Regions from separate parts of the Mus musculus genome. Here all the other regions are linked to region 1. The links are chromatin contacts, called in public Hi-C and capture Hi-C maps. All regions are on one chromosome and are shown on one strand. The core of a region is the stretch at or near the end of the contact, and the rest is flanking DNA. Distances in the headings are between cores, read along the strand shown. Region 1 has its middle 7.0 kb from the start of Gm39164. Region 2 has its middle 21 kb from the start of Gm39162. Region 3 overlaps Mfhas1 (malignant fibrous histiocytoma amplified sequence 1).

What was found. A called contact is a pair of places that touch in the nucleus more often than the background predicts. Capture Hi-C pulls out chosen DNA fragments and counts their contacts.
Region 2: a contact with region 1 is called in a capture Hi-C map of bone marrow-derived macrophages, with 4 times the contacts expected there. The contact joins two enhancer-like sites. A contact is called at or near these places in 1 of 115 datasets of contacts at active chromatin or transcription factors (pancreatic cancer cells) and 1 of 9 other capture datasets (bone marrow-derived macrophages).
Region 3: a Hi-C map of CD8 T cells shows a contact between it and region 1, with 3 times the contacts expected there. The contact joins two enhancer-like sites. A contact is called at or near these places in 3 of 484 Hi-C or Micro-C datasets (CD4 T cells and CD8 T cells) and 1 of 115 datasets of contacts at active chromatin or transcription factors (memory CD8 T cells).

What each region holds. Positions count from the first base shown.
Region 1 is chr8:36,166,468-36,171,538 of GRCm38.p6, reverse strand. No RefSeq gene overlaps it. Among named protein-coding and RNA genes, the nearest start is that of Gm39164, 7.0 kb to the left of the region's middle. Within about 2 kb of position 2,613, at least 80 of the 459 cell types and tissues checked have an H3K27ac peak or open chromatin away from gene starts, as enhancers often do. A contact at or near this core is called in CD8 T cells and bone marrow-derived macrophages, where this site is marked.
Region 2 is chr8:35,553,830-35,558,900 of GRCm38.p6, reverse strand. No RefSeq gene overlaps it. Among named protein-coding and RNA genes, the nearest start is that of Gm39162, 21 kb to the right of the region's middle. Within about 2 kb of position 2,635, at least 22 of the 459 cell types and tissues checked have an H3K27ac peak or open chromatin away from gene starts, as enhancers often do. A contact at or near this core is called in bone marrow-derived macrophages, where this site is marked.
Region 3 is chr8:35,631,696-35,636,766 of GRCm38.p6, reverse strand. The region is part of intron 1 of Mfhas1 (malignant fibrous histiocytoma amplified sequence 1); the gene reads right to left. Among named protein-coding and RNA genes, the nearest start is that of Gm16793, 45 kb to the right of the region's middle. Within about 2 kb of position 2,641, at least 129 of the 459 cell types and tissues checked have an H3K27ac peak or open chromatin away from gene starts, as enhancers often do. A contact at or near this core is called in CD8 T cells, where this site is marked.

The DNA of each region.
Region 1 (5,071 bases), core at 1,364-3,863:
AGGGGAGAGGAAGAACTCCTGTCAGTGATCAGTGATGTGAAATGTCTCTTACGTCTTTTCACGTTCCAGACTTCCTACTCTATTTAATGCATGAAAAAAAAATATGGCGGCTAGGGGCACACTATGCAAAAATATCTGCAGGACTGGGAATTTTACCTTTCATTTTCCTCTTCTCGTCCATGCATGTCTCTATTATAATTTGATTACAGAATGGAGCAACACACCGTAGCTTCTGCTGGATGCGTTAAGGTGGGTGTTGGAAGATCAAAGTCTGAGTGCTTTTCAAGGCTTAAAATAAAGCCTGTGACTAAGTTTGACGACTCATTTCACCTGCCAAGAAGTCTTCTCGTGCTCACCCATTCCATCATGCTATTTGAATTTAAGAGAGAGACAAACACACAGGAGCACAAACACACAGGAGCACAAACACACAGGAGCACAAACACACAGGAACACATCTGTGCAGACAGCTACATGCATTTAATGAGAAGTCGCTATGAGTTTCTTTTGCTTTGATTTTATTCAACGAATAGTGGTGATTCTGAGGCAACAGTTTCCACAACTGACATAGATCCGATGGATGGCATGGTGATTTTTTTTCCAGTTTGCTTTTGATAAACAATCAACATTAGGAAACAGATTATTTCTATGTATAAACATGTATCCCCTGTGCCCGGGATGTCAGATGTACTCTAGCTCCCCTTTGTGTAAAGAGATCATGTTTAAATCCCTTGAGTGGCTGTTCAGCTAAAGTTTAGAGTCTCTTAATCTAGTATTTGATGCTAAACCAAATAGGCCCTTAGGGAAGAATTAAGAACAAGCCAGACAGTATAAGATTTTTGTTTTGTGCAAGTTGGATAGTGTCTGTTATTGTATTGTGTGTGAGGAGAACAGTCACTGTGGGGGACAGTTAAGAACACTGTCTATGCACAACCCCCAAAGGAAGCTGATGTGGGGTACACATCGACTAAAGAGATGAACACTTTTATCATTTCATCTGCTATTCAGAGTCTCACTCTTTAAGGTGACTCAAATGTCACTCCAATAATAGATTAAGGTCATGCCAAAAACAAACCAAATCAATCAAACAAACACCAAGCTTAGTATTGAAAATCTAGACCTAAATGCCACGGAGCGTCCTCCATATTGTTCAGCCTTAAATTCTATCCACAGAAACACTCTGGGAGTATGCGAACAATATAGAAAGATTCACGGGCAATTAGCAAAAAGAAAAAAACAGGGAAAATGAAAATGATCATGACCTCCATGGGACACTTGGGTCTGTAATAACCAATTCTCCTTCCAGGCTGATAGCTCTTTCTTCCAAGGAGAATAAATGCACATGAGCACATCTTTCTGCTGAGTCACAGACCTTTCCTAAAGACCCAGTCAAAGTGAAAGTCCCTCCAATCCTTCCACCTGGCCACTGGCTCGTCCTTCTCTTTGGATGTAATCACTTGGGTTTTGTCCTTTGTTTCCATAGATTCTTTGGAGTTTGTCCTTATATCTGTTTGTGACTATGATGTTTTTCTCTTTCTCCCTGCCCTCCTGCTCAAATATCACTCTGCTAAATATTCCTGAGTCCCAGGTCTCACCATTGCTCCGCAACACCGTGGCAGCTTCTGTACGGATCCATAGATCCCGTGGCTCTTGTAGGGCACCCTGCCTTTCCCGGATGCCAGGTATGGGGCTGGGCAGTGTGAGGTTGCTGGGCATCTGCCCCATGCCTCTGCCACCCTGTGGGTTAACACTGTCTCCTATAGCCTGGCAGCAAATGCTGAGACACTGAACTTTGTAGGTTGGTGAAGGGTTCCTGACCTAGACGGCAGCCTTTCTTTGAGTAGGTTCCGCTAACTTCTTTAGAGCACGTATGCAAATGTTTTGAGAAACCACCATTTTTGTCTTTGTTTGCTCTACTTGGACAACATTCCAGTAAGACTGAGGCTCTAGTCCATGGTCTGGACCATGGGATATATCTGAGAGGAGCAGACATACCCACCCTTTTCTCAGCTCCCGGAATCTTTAGGCTTGTAAGACTGCAGTCTGGCCCTTCCTATTATTAGAACCACTTTGGTCTATGTTGTGTGCCCTCCTTTCTTAGAGGCCCTTGAGTCTTCATGGAGACTGACTTCTAAGCTATGTGTCCGTGCCAAAGATATAGTTGAGGTCTGAGCTGGCATGGCATGGGATAACACACATGTACTCGTGCTTGGTGAGGGACAAGAAACAGGTTGCCTGAGAAGAGAGGAAGGGGACTGACCCCAAACTTCACACTGAATCTATCCCTTGTACATTTACATAATACGATACTTGATACTTCTCTCTCTCTCTCTCTCTCTCTCTCTCTCTCTCTCTCTCTCTCTCTCTCTCTCTCTCTCTGGCCTGGGGATTGAACCTGGGGTCTCACAGATGCTGAGCAAGTACTGGGCTTGAGTTCCCTCCCCAAGTCCCTCAGAACATTCATTCCTGCCCACTGATTATTTCTCCTCCTCTGCCTCACAGCTCTCAGCCAGAGAGTTAAATAAATTAATCAATGTCTTGGGCTTTTAAAAGGGCTCATGCAGGCACTGCTATTTGCCTGCAGCTATTATTATAGTAGTTTTCCCAGCCTCTTCTATGGCTTTTGTCATCTCCTGTGTCTCATGAGCTCACTCAGTGGTTTCCACGGGTGACCTAAGTTGTTTTTTTTTCTTTCTCATTTTTATTTTTGCCTTCTTACTTCCTGCATGAAGATTTCCCTTTGAAACATCCTTCCTGCCTTTGTGTAGCACGTTACCACTCTGTTACCACAGGCTGGCCTCAAACTCTCAAACCCCCTTCCTCTGCCTCCTCAGCGACGGAATTAGACATTGTTAGTTACACGGGGCTTGTATGTTACCCTTGGTAGGACTCCTGTCACGGTTGAATTCTCTGTTCCTTGTTAGATGTATGCAGTTTTTTTTTTCTTTTCTGCACCAGGCCAAAACATAAGATGAATACAGTGTTGATGGGGAGGGTCTCAGATCCTGGTGGCAGGCATGCAGCAGTGAATGTTCCAGAAGGAGGGACGTTTTCTGCTCTCCCCTCAGCCGCCTAATTCAGAGACTGCAGGAGTTTTTCATGATGACAATTGGGGATCAGAAGTCCAGTCATGCATCTGCCTCCTTTGTCCTGCACATGCATGGTTATTATTGTTTGTCCAAAATGCCTGAGACATGAGGGACTGGGAGTTAGACAGTAAATAGGCAGACAGTAAGTACAAGGGCCTTGACTAGGGAAGAAAGATGGCAAACTTCCATGATGACTGGCTTTTTCCTCCCAACTTAAGCAAACACTCGGTGGCCAAAAACAAAGGCCTGGCCTGTCTGTGTCCCCCACCTCCCTTCCCAGTAGGGCCCCCAGATGATGGACATGCTCTGACTAGTTCAAGATCAGATCAGAAGCTGTTAACACTAAAGCTGTGGGTCTATCAGCCACCCTGTCCTTGTTGAAACTGATCAACCCTAAATTAGGGAGGAAGGCCCCTCAGTTCCCTTAAACCTTCAATCTTTCATGAAGGTGGATTTTCAGATTCCTGAGTCCCCAGTCAGCTTTGTAGAACATCCTTTTGGTTTTATGGGTGTGGAGTCTCTCTCTCTCTCTCTCTCTCTCTCTCTCTCTCTCTCTCTCTCTCTCTCTCTCTCTGTGTGTGTGTGTGTGTGTGTGTGTCTGTGCTTCTTTACAACTAATGAAAGCTTTTCTTCATCAGCTGATTCTGGTCTCTGGGTTTGAGATTTTCCCTGCCAATGTCATGCTTAATATTTCCCCTGCCTTTTAATTCTTTAACCGTCAGAGAAAACAAAACCAAGCCAAGACCTCTAGATGGTAACAGAACTGTTTCAGATGGGGAATCTTTTTAAATTTAGGAATATTTGCATACTGTATCAGTCAGAGTTATCTAAAGGAACAGAACTTATGGAATGAACACACATATATGTATATATGTATCAAGTATACACACACACACACACAGACACACACACACACACACACACACACACACACACACAATTTATTAGAGTAGTTTACAGGCTGTGGCCCAACAATGCTGTCTACCAGAGGAAAGTCCAAGAATCGAGCAGTTGTTCTGTCCACAATGCTGGGTGCCTTAGCTGGTTTTCAGTCTAGGCTGGAATCCAGAGAAGTGAGCGCTAACTCCAGTGAAGGAACAGACTTGCCAGTAAGAGCTAGGGCAAGCAGGCAAAGAACAAACAAAAGTGTTCTTTTTCCATATCCTTTATAAAAGCTGCCACCAGAAGGTGTGACCTGGATTAAAGGTTTATCTTCCCATTTTAAAAGATCAAAATTAACCATGAGTCTTCCCATTTCAAATGATTTGATTAAGAAAAAAAAATCCCTCCCAGGTGTACCCAGCTACTTGGGTTTTGGTTAGTCCCAGAAGTGGTCAAATTGAGAAACAAGAAGAGCCATCACACATGCACATCATGAGCTATCTTAGGTATGGAGCTTGCGTCCTACAGAATTCATTTGTGCTGCATATGCATCTTACGCACACAGCCAGAAGGTAATACTATGCAGTACGTTGCACATCAACTCTGACTCTCGCCTGGGATCAGCCATGGAATTTTCCAGTTGCACCATCATTGCTGGCGCTCTAGAAGGATCAGGCTCCGGATCGTTTCAGACCACAGGGCTTTACATGAACTGCTTTCAACCTGTGCAACTTGCAGTGAGTTCTGACACAGTCAGCTGCTACTGCTGTTGCTCACCAAGATGCAACACAATTCATGAATCCTGGACTTGTTTAAGCAGCCCTTTATCTGTCAAGACTTAGTTTGAAGTGATGCCTGGCTACCCTATGAGAATCCTCTCCCATCCCGTATCCTGACAAGAGATTTGTGCTAGGGACCCTATTCTGTTTGCCTCTTGCAACTAGCAGTGACTATACTACAGGTCTTCTTAATGGCTCTCTAGAGGGACCTTGCACATGCATGAAGGATTTAGCACAAGGTAACTACTCAGTGGTCCCATACATGATGGAGGGAAAGAAGAGAAAGGATGAGTGAGCAGCGTTGACAGGAGAGGAGATGGC
Region 2 (5,071 bases), core at 1,386-3,885, 610 kb after region 1:
AATATAAACTGTTTATTCTGGAGCCATTCCCAATAAGACATAGTAGGAAAATGAGAAAGAGAAAGAAAACAGGGAATCCAAGGAAAGAGGGATTGTCAAGCAAGCTTTCCTTACAGCCAGCTAGAGTTGAATCTCTGAGGAAATCTCAGGAGGTAAGGAGTGAGTTGGTCCACTTGAGGATGGGATGTGGGAATACTTATCAATTCTTTGATTAATGCTTTCTTCAGAATGAGTGCATGAAAAAGCCAGCAGTGAGAGACTGCAAGAGCAACTCACATTGAGACAAGAGAGCAAAGAAAGCTGAACAATGGTATCCTGAGCCCTGGCCTGCTTACACTGAAGTCTCAAAAGAAGCTGCTGGAAGGCCAGTTTCCATGAAGTGGCATGGGCAGTTTTGTGGGGTCAATGCCAAAATGCTTCAAAGAAAGAGAAGGAGGTCATGGGAAGGGAATGAAAGGGCTGGAGCAGAGATAGCTGATTAGAACTGGGTTAAACTGTTGAAAGTTTTCTCTATCTATAAGAGCTGGGCTAGTCTGGTGTGTGGGGTGTTGGGGGGGGCAATCCTTCTGCTCAGCTTTCCAAGTGCTGAGACTATAAGTGTGCATCATCATACTTGGCTGGCTAAGACAAACACAGACAAGCAGATGAATAAACACACACACACACACACACACACACACACACACACTGTGCCTTCGGGTATCCAGTCATATCTGAATATTTTTTCCAGCTGTCAGTCTCTCTGTTCATATGCGCAGACAAGAGGCAATCCTCTAAAGACCAGCTCTGACCAGGAGCTGTTTGTGCTGCATGAGAGGAGGAAGGACATTGAACACCGGTGTTGACAAGGAGACACATGATGCGCTTTATGCTCCTGTGGTTCCAACATTAGAGTTATTCAAATTAGAATCAGCATTCCTACAGCAGAAAGCTTTTGTCCTAGAAAAGACATTGCGATTCAAATAGAACAAAAGGAAACAGCAAAATAGTGAGGATAACTGATTTGTTACATTATAATTATTACAAGTTCAAAGTCTTATTACATCTACTTGCCTATCAGGTCACTCAGACTAATACAGGGAACCATCCTGAAATCTTCCTCAAATGTCCCACCAGAGACTCATATCCTTGATTTTTCAGAGAGGAAAAATCACTCTTTAGTGGCTATACAAATGAATGCCACCCAAGATAGAGTGAGGATGAGATCTGTTGGGTTGAAGACATTATTGGAATTGTTAGCATGGTAGGTAGACCAGATGTCAAAATCACTTGTTTGGCCATCCCTAGTAATCCTCTTCTCTACAGAGAAGTGTAGATCCTAATATGACTCCTGTAAAGTTACACAAAACAATGTGAACTCATAGAGAAACCCAAGATTATGATACTTAATAAGAAGTTGAAGGACATAGATGCTATGATTAAGCTAACTAATCTTGGAAGTAGTCAGGGTTTGCAGGAGTTCTGCAAGAAGCATATGTACATGTATGCATACAGCTAGACATTTGTTTTAATGCAGCGACTATTTGCAACTTACAGCATTTCTAATCTTGATTACTTTGCCTATGGTTTTAAGTCACTGTGGTCAATGCGCTGAATATTTCATGAGTGACATGAGACACAGTAAATGGAGATAGGTGCTTTAATTGCACAGAGCTATTGTGAAAACAAGTTAGATAATGTAATATAAAAACAATCTCCAGGCTCTATAGTATGTAATTATGAAGCATACCATTTACTTGCTTGCTTCTTGAATTTCTCCTTATGTATCTTTTGTAGTGACCATGTATTACTCTAATGGAATTGAGACCAGCTTAATCATTGCCAAATTGTTCCTCATTCTTGTTTTCTGCTATCTCAATATAGCTATTTATAAACATCTCTGCATGACTAGCATTTTTTTTCCTTTTGAAATGCTTCCTCTGGATGAATTCCTGGATGTACAAATAAATGGGTCTAACTAGAGTTGTGACATTCTTGTTTAAATGATGAATGCCTTCTTAACATATCCAAACAACCAGTTAATTATGATATACCACAATTCGGACTAATTAAGAAACTAATTTTAATCATAGTAGTGTTAGCCAGTCAGCATATATAAAACCAAATTAAGATAATTTTCAACGACAGGAAGCATATACAATAGAAGAACCCTGGCCACAGATTAAGATTGGATTTACCAGTTCAACATTGCTACTGACCAAGTGCATGACTAGACCAAATCCAATTTACTTAACTCACTCTTGCCTTAGTTTCATCTCCTACAAAAGTGGAGTCCACAGTCTTTTCTAAATCAAATTCTGACTCCATGGGGAACAAAGGCTCGTCTCTTCCAGGTAAATCATCGGAGGGTAAATGACTGATAACACTTACATATGATGAGTAACCTTCTTAGAGCAAAGAGCATCTCAGGGCAAAGAGTGTCCAAGTCCTGTCATTATGTTGTGCTATCATAACACAGCTGTGTATGATGCAGGCAAGGAGTTGGTGACCTTTGGGTGGAAGAAGAGAGGGCTCCACTCTTTACACATCAACAGTTTAAAAAAAAAAGGTTGGTAATCCCACAGTGTTCCTTTAGTGTGGGCGAACAGGAACCAGGCCACCCTGACCTCGTGGTCCAGGGAGACTGCCAGGAAGCCGGAGGAGCCTCTGAATGCTGAGACAGCACTCTTGGCAGCTCTGAGAGGAAGCAGAGAGGGCAGTATAATGAGTTAGTGCTCAGAAAGAGATGAGGATACTACGGCAGGAACTGTTGAATTAACCCCTGACTGTCATTATCAAGCACTTTCAGAAATGGCCATATAATTATTTCAGTTGGAGCAAACAAACCGAACAACAAATAAGCAATGATCCCCCACCCCATCCACGCCCATACACACACTAACATTGTATCCAAGCTTCATTCACTTCAGAGACACTAATACTTAAAAAATAAATAAATAAACTATAGCGCAAGGTTGTAACTCAGTGGTAGAGGTCTTGCCCAGCAAATAGAAAGCCTGGTATTCCATCCCCAGCTCTGCAAAATGTAACTATATGAATCAATTATGATGTTTATACCTCTTAATTACTATTCCTCAGATTCAATTCTGGAGTTTTATATTTCTTCTCTAATGCTCTGGTATGGATGCTGAATCTAAGACCCCAGACTAGAGGTCATATACAAAGACAGTGAATGATGAACTGTCATCAAACCCAGAGTCCCTGGATTATCCTGACCATCCACTGCCTCCTCTTCCTCCAGCCCTCAGAGCTCCAGTTCTGAACTGATGATGCCTGGCTGGCTATGTGGCCTCTGATCACCCCATCTCTGAAACCTAATGCCTTCCTCTCTTTACCTCTGTCTCTCTTCCTAGCACTTTGCTCCATGGAAAACCACTGAGCTTTTGGCCTGTACTCAGAACTTAGTCTAGTAAATACTTACAAATGTCACCTTTGAAGTTTTAGCTAAAACATCTTCTCTGGGCCATTTTAGCACCAGACCGTTATAAACCCATAAGAGCTGTGTGCTTTGAAGCCCAACATTTTATATTGATTTTTATACTTTAAGCATCCAGCCAGAATTTAGTAAATAAGTGTTTTAACACACATTGAATATGTGTGTGTGTGCTAATAATCATATCACCAACTACTCTCTAATACAAGTATGTGAGGAAGACAAATAATAAAAGAATATACAAAACAGTTGTAGGGTTATATTCAACCATGTTTGTACTTATATTTGCTTGATAGAAGTGCATATAGTGCAATAGTTCCCAAGCTATGTAACGCTGCAACCCTTTAATACACTTCCTCATTTTGTGATGACCACCCACCATAAAATTATTTTGTTGCTACTTCGTAACTGTTGTTTTTATGAATCACAATACAAATACCTGTTTTCTGAAGGTCTTTTGGAGGTTAGGACCCAAGGATGAAGTCTAGAAACAAATCAAAAAGAGACCAGATGGTTTCAGACCCCTTTCCTTTCCAAGGATCTAAAAGATTCTAAAGAAAAGCCCATCAATAATCCCACTCCTGACACAACCCATGAATTTTTCTTATGCTTTCTTCTCAAGATGTTTTTTTTTTAATTTCATTGATTTGTTTTATATGAGGGACCGGGTGCTTACAAGTATAGAATACAGAGGACAGCTTGTGAGACTCATTTCTCTCCTTCCACTGTATGAGACCTGGAAACTGAACTCAGATGTTCAGGCTTGGAGAGAAGAGCCCTTAATTATCAAGCCATCTCCCTGGTCATCTCCTATACTTCTAGCAACCATGAACTCATTTAAATGAACAAATTGTTCTTAAATGTATTTTATTCCTTCTTAGAAAGTCTAGGACTGATTTACTCCTTAGCACACGTTATTCTAAGTGTGAATCCCTCTGCAGAATGACTTGCCTGGAACAGTGGGCACTGAAGAATCGTGCTTTGAATGAAGGAGTCCTTCCAGGAATCACTGACACAGTTGAAATGCTAATCTGGGCTCTTGGACATCAGTCCACTGTTGGCCCTGGTTCCTAGCCCATGGGAACATCGTCTCCATGGTGAGGAGATCCTGGACAGCTTTGTGAGACAAAGCAAGTTTCAAATGCTGGCTCTGTTCTATGTCTTTCAGGTTGTTGCCCAATTCAGCTAAGTTTCTGTTTTGTTTTGTTTTGTTTTGTTTTGTTTTGTTTTGTTTTGTTTTTCACCCATAAAAGAGCAAGAATAATAGTAATATTCAAGATGTGAGAGCTAAAGTCTAATATGCCATTGGGCTACTCTGAACTCAGAGACTTGGCATACATAAGTGTAGATTTGCTGTGGATTACTGTTTTGACCTGAGTGTGGTGAGGGATGGTTTGGTCAAACACAGGGTGCTTGGGAAATATAAGTCCAGATGTGTCAGCTGCAGAATCCCGAGCTACCGAGGCATATAGTACCACAGCTGCTCCAAGATAAGCATGAACCCACAGCCTGCCAATATGAACCCTGCCTCATTGGATTCTTGAGTCTACTCCCTCTTACAGTAGAGGATCTTTCCTATTCCCAGTGAGCTGAGCTGGGAAGCACTGGCGTGCTCTACAGAGCCACAAAGCATACAAA
Region 3 (5,071 bases), core at 1,392-3,891, 530 kb after region 1:
GGTTAGGACATCTTCTGGATATATGCCCAGAAGAGGTATTGCAGGATCCTCTGGTAGTACTATGTCCAATTTTCTGAGGAACCACCAGACTGATTTCCAGAGTGGTTGTACAAGCTTGCAATCCCACCAACAATGGAGGAGTGTTCCTCTTTCCCCACATCCTCGCCAGCATCTGCTGTCACCTGCATTTTTGATCTTAGCCATTCTGACTGGTGTGAGGTGGAATCTCAGGGTTGTTTTGATTTGTATTTCCCTGATGATTAAGGATGGTGAACATTTTTTCAGGTGCTTCTCTGCCATTCGGTATTCCTCAGGTGAGAATTCTTTGTTTAGCTCTGAGCCCCATTTTTTAATGGGGTTATTTGATTTTCTGGTATACTACCCATTTTATGAAAACACTTTACACTGGCAATTTAATTTTAAGCATTTTTAACTATTAATAAAGTTCCTCTCCCATACTCCCTCAGGAGAGAACACACCAAGTAAGGCTTCGCGTAAAGAACTTAAAGGGCCCCTTAGCACTCTCAGAATGTTTGGGGCCCAATGATATCATGTAGAAGAACCACTGGATGATGCAGAGCTCACGAACCAACCATGTGTGGAGATGAAACTCCCCACGGCTTCCAGCAATTATTTAGAATAGCTAAGCTAGGCATATACACAATAGAAGTATTTACTTGGAATTTGAAATATGAGCTGTTGTACATATATTAACATATATTAACTAAATGCTATATCATTGTGCAGTTCTCTCTCTCTAAGATGGTATCTCATGTAACCAGTTGAGCATCAAACTCTCTATATAGTTGGAGATTATTTTGATCTTTATCTTACATTATATTAATATATTATCATATAGTATCAATTATATATCAATGACAATTTCAGTTATTCTTCTTGGCTTTGAAATCAAAAGTAAAAATCATCTTGTAACAAAAACTAACACAAAATTCCATACATTATCCATTTTCTCTCTTTCCTTCCTGACTACCAGTCATTTCCACAGGTTAGAAGCCTTCCTTGTTCCCTGGTGTAATAAAAATGCAAACTGAGCTAAAGAATGGGGCGTTTTAAGATACATACAGGGCATGTTTGAAGCTTAGGGCAGACTTTAAGCCAATTAAACATTGCTACTTAAGACACAGTGAGAGCTTGTCTCAAACAAATAAACAGGCAAACAAACAAGTTGCTATTTATAAAGACAAGTGCCAGCATAGTGTAGTGGGTAGCTCATGCCTGTAATCCCAACCCTGGGTAAGCTGATGCAGGAGGATGGCTGTAAGCTAAGAAGTCAGCCTGAGCTACATAGTATGTTCTAGATAAGCCTAAGCTACAGAATGAGGCCCTGCCCATTAATTCATTAACTAATTCATTAAAATCCAGGCAAATGCAGCTGTTTTGTTGCTGGCCTTCTCAGTCCTGGCAATCAAACCTAGAGCCTTGAGCACACCAGACCATCAGCCTACCACTGAATCATGTCTCCAGCCCTTGCGGAGAAAATGCTATTAAGAAATGAGAATAATATTGACAAACTACAACACTAAGATTTATGATACCTTGGGCTGGCAAGATAGATATACACATCTTCATTTGAAAAACAAACAGCTGAACCTGTGATTTTACATGCAAACTCAGATATTAAGAAGCTCTGTTGTACATGCCATTTTAAATGTCTTCTTTAACCCTGGATAACTAGATAGCAATTGGATGTTGGGCAATTACAAAGCAAACCTCCCTAATAAGGACCAGCAAGCTAAATATGCAACATCTCCTCACGTGTATGCGTTAGAAACACCGAAGTAGGCTAGCAATGCAGCTCAGATACACAGTGCAAGCTTAACATGTGTATCTGGGCTCCAGCCCCAGCCCACACCACACAGACAAGAGGGAAAAACAGCTCAGGGGTGGGCGCTGAACAATGATGCTTTTTCTCTTATGTAGTAAAGAACTCAGCCCAAACCACATGTGTCAGTTTCGTTGGCTTTGCTTGTTGTTGTTGTTGTTGTTGTTGTTGTTGGGTTTGTTTTTGTAACCTTTCTTTAATATGAACTGTGATCATATTTCTTCTGTGGTCAAAACAACCCTGAAGCAAGCACACTGAACTTTAGGAGCCCGTGTGAACTGGCAGCACCTTTTCAGATAGATCAGAAGACGTTTGTTCAGAAATGCTAATGCCAAGACCCTAAATGCCTTAGAGAACTCCTCTGGGTTGCAGAAACCTCAGAGAAAGCAGGTCTCACTTCGCAGCCCCTAATGAAACCTCACTTATTCCACTGCACCCGGGACTGCCTATGTGCTGAACAAAACAAAAGACAATCTCACCACACTTACCCGGTATAAACCACTCCTTATCCTGCTTCATATTTTTATGAAATATGCCATCCTATTTTGACAACTCCATATGAGGTTTTATGCATTTCTTTAAAAAAAAAAAGACGGATGTGTGTTCTGCACCACTACTAAAAATTAACCTCATCCCAGCCTCATCAAGATGTGAGGTTAAAAATAACTAGGGTTTGCCTCTAGAGCAAAAAAATGTGTGGCAGAGTGCAAAGATGCTCTGCCCCTGCAGTGACCTGACGTGAGCTACAGGACTGCCCAGTGTCAGTCTTCAAGGGGAGCCCCAAAAGGGGAAGTGCACCCCACCCTTGCTTCTGGAGTGGCTACAATCGAAGAATCTAATTTTAGATGCTATCGCTTCCTCTGCGAGCAGTGAATCATAGCTTCAAAGTGACTGGGAGGCAGACGTAAGTCTTACTAAATGTTCGCATGGCAGGCTGAGATACTTTCACCTGAAGCTGCTCAGAAACTCAGTCCTGGAACTGCAGCCGTGGTCCCGAGCTTCCCCTCCCCCGAATCCCACCCCTGTGCGCTCATGCACGCACACACCGACACACACCGACACACACTGACACACACCAACACACACCCTTCAGAACCTCCATCTGAAGGAGCTAGGTGAACACAGTAAAAGTTTGAGGGTTATTTTATGCAGGGTGTGTGTGTGTGCATGTGTGCTTGTGTGTGTCTGTGCATATATGTGTATATGTGTGTGTGTGTGTGTGTTTGTAGCATATATGGGTAGTACACACACACACAGTAGGGTACAGGCATGCATGACATCTGTGTGTACATGGAGAGGTCAGAGGAGGATGCCTAGTGTCCTGCTCTATCTCTCCATGACTCATTCCTCTGTGATGAGGTCTCTCACGGACTGTGAAGCCAGGCTAGCAGCTATCAAGCTCCACCCTCCACAAGCTGGAGGTCACAGGTACACCCTGTGCAACTACACCCGGCTGGTTTTAATTATTGTCTTTGACACGACATGAACTCAGGTCCTCCCGTGTGTGCAGCAAGCGCTCTTATGCACTGAATTATCTCCTTAGCTCCTCTTCCTCCTGGCACAGTGAAGCTTGAGAGGCACTCACCACGCTTGGTAACCCCTTAACCCATCCCTAAACAATCCCAGGACAGTGGCTGACAGCCTTTCCCACCCAGTGCTCCGGGGCATGAAGATGCCTTGCGCATCATCTCTCCATTTCTTCCCTTGTACTTCTTACTGAAAAATTACCAGGTTTGACTAACGGCGGGGGGGGGGGGGGGGAACAACAACCAACCAACCCCAGAAAGCAGGTGTCTGATGTGCACCAAAGAATAAGAGAAGAAAGCAAGAGAGAGAGAGGCTCTGTTCCAAAGAGAGAACTACACACAGTGTGGGTGCCCCAAGGGTGGAAAGTGAGAACAAGACAGAGGCAGGGGAGGGGCAAGGCCAAGGCTCACTCACCCACCTCTCCTTTGTGCTGCCCCCCCCCCCCACAACATCAGCTCTATCATGCCTACGTTCCCCATCTTAAATGAGATACAGGAATATCTACTAAATTTAACGGTCACACTAAGATCAGTGAGGATAAATCAGAATGGAAGGGCAGAACTCAAGAACTATCCGTTTCCACAATCTCCAAAGCGGAACTGCAGATCCGAGGAGACAAAAGCCAAAGAGTAGAAAGCTATTTCCTAAGCAATGGGAGAGTCTTTTTCATAGAAGTAAACCTCTGCTCTCTCTGGGGCTCTAACAGCATGGGTGACACTCGTGCTGAACGACAGGGACACGGAGCCTCCACCACCACAGCTGTCCTTTCACAACCTTTCCTGGGACATTGACAGGGACTCTCAGTCTCAACCTTGGCATCCAAAGAGGTGGGAGAGATCAGCCAGGGGAACCCCCAGAATTTTCCCTACCAGCCCTAAAATCTGTCCAACTCTAAGTCAAATAAATAGTCACTCTTTCATTATTACTATTTCTCTTAAAACCAGAGGGAAAGTTCCAGTTATCCAGCTGAGGCAAGAGGACTGCAAGTTTGAAATTAAAGAAACCAAAAGCTGAAAGCTCATAGTTGATGATAGCACACAGCTTTGAGCATGTCATGTGTTCAGTATAGCACAGCCTCCCTTAAAATGTGATTCTCTTCACACTTAAGCAGGTTTCCTTACAAACACACAAAGAAAATATGCCTGGGCACAGCGCCTACCGTTGTTTAGAATTAGCTTTGTATTCACATCTTATCTGAGATCTGGAACTAGTCAGCATTCGTATGTGTACCTCTGAGGAGGCAGGGCTGGCTTCGGGCCACCCTTTACATCGCAACCTGGGGTGTGTGTTCAAACACAGCCGTGTGCTTTGGGTGCCTCCTTCCCTGGTCTTTTCCCACACGGCCCACCCTCCCTATGCTTTGACTCTCCCTTGCATATCCTCAAGTTGATGCCGTACTCTATGTCTGATACTGGATCACCAGCCTTTCCTCCAAGAAACCCTGGATTCTCCACTCCTAAAGCATAGAACCATCCCTCTGTATTTGTCGCTGAGTCAGCCTCAACTCCTTCCAGGCGCTAAGGCTGCTCGCTCTTGACTGGGAAGCAAGTTTAAGGGCTAAATGCTAGGTATTTAGGTTATTGATTGTTGTTGTTGGTTTGGTTTGTTGGCTGTTTTCTGTTTTGTTTTTAAATGGATATTTTCTTTATTTACATTTCAAATGTTATCCCCTTTCCCAATTTCCCCCCTGTCCCTGCTCCC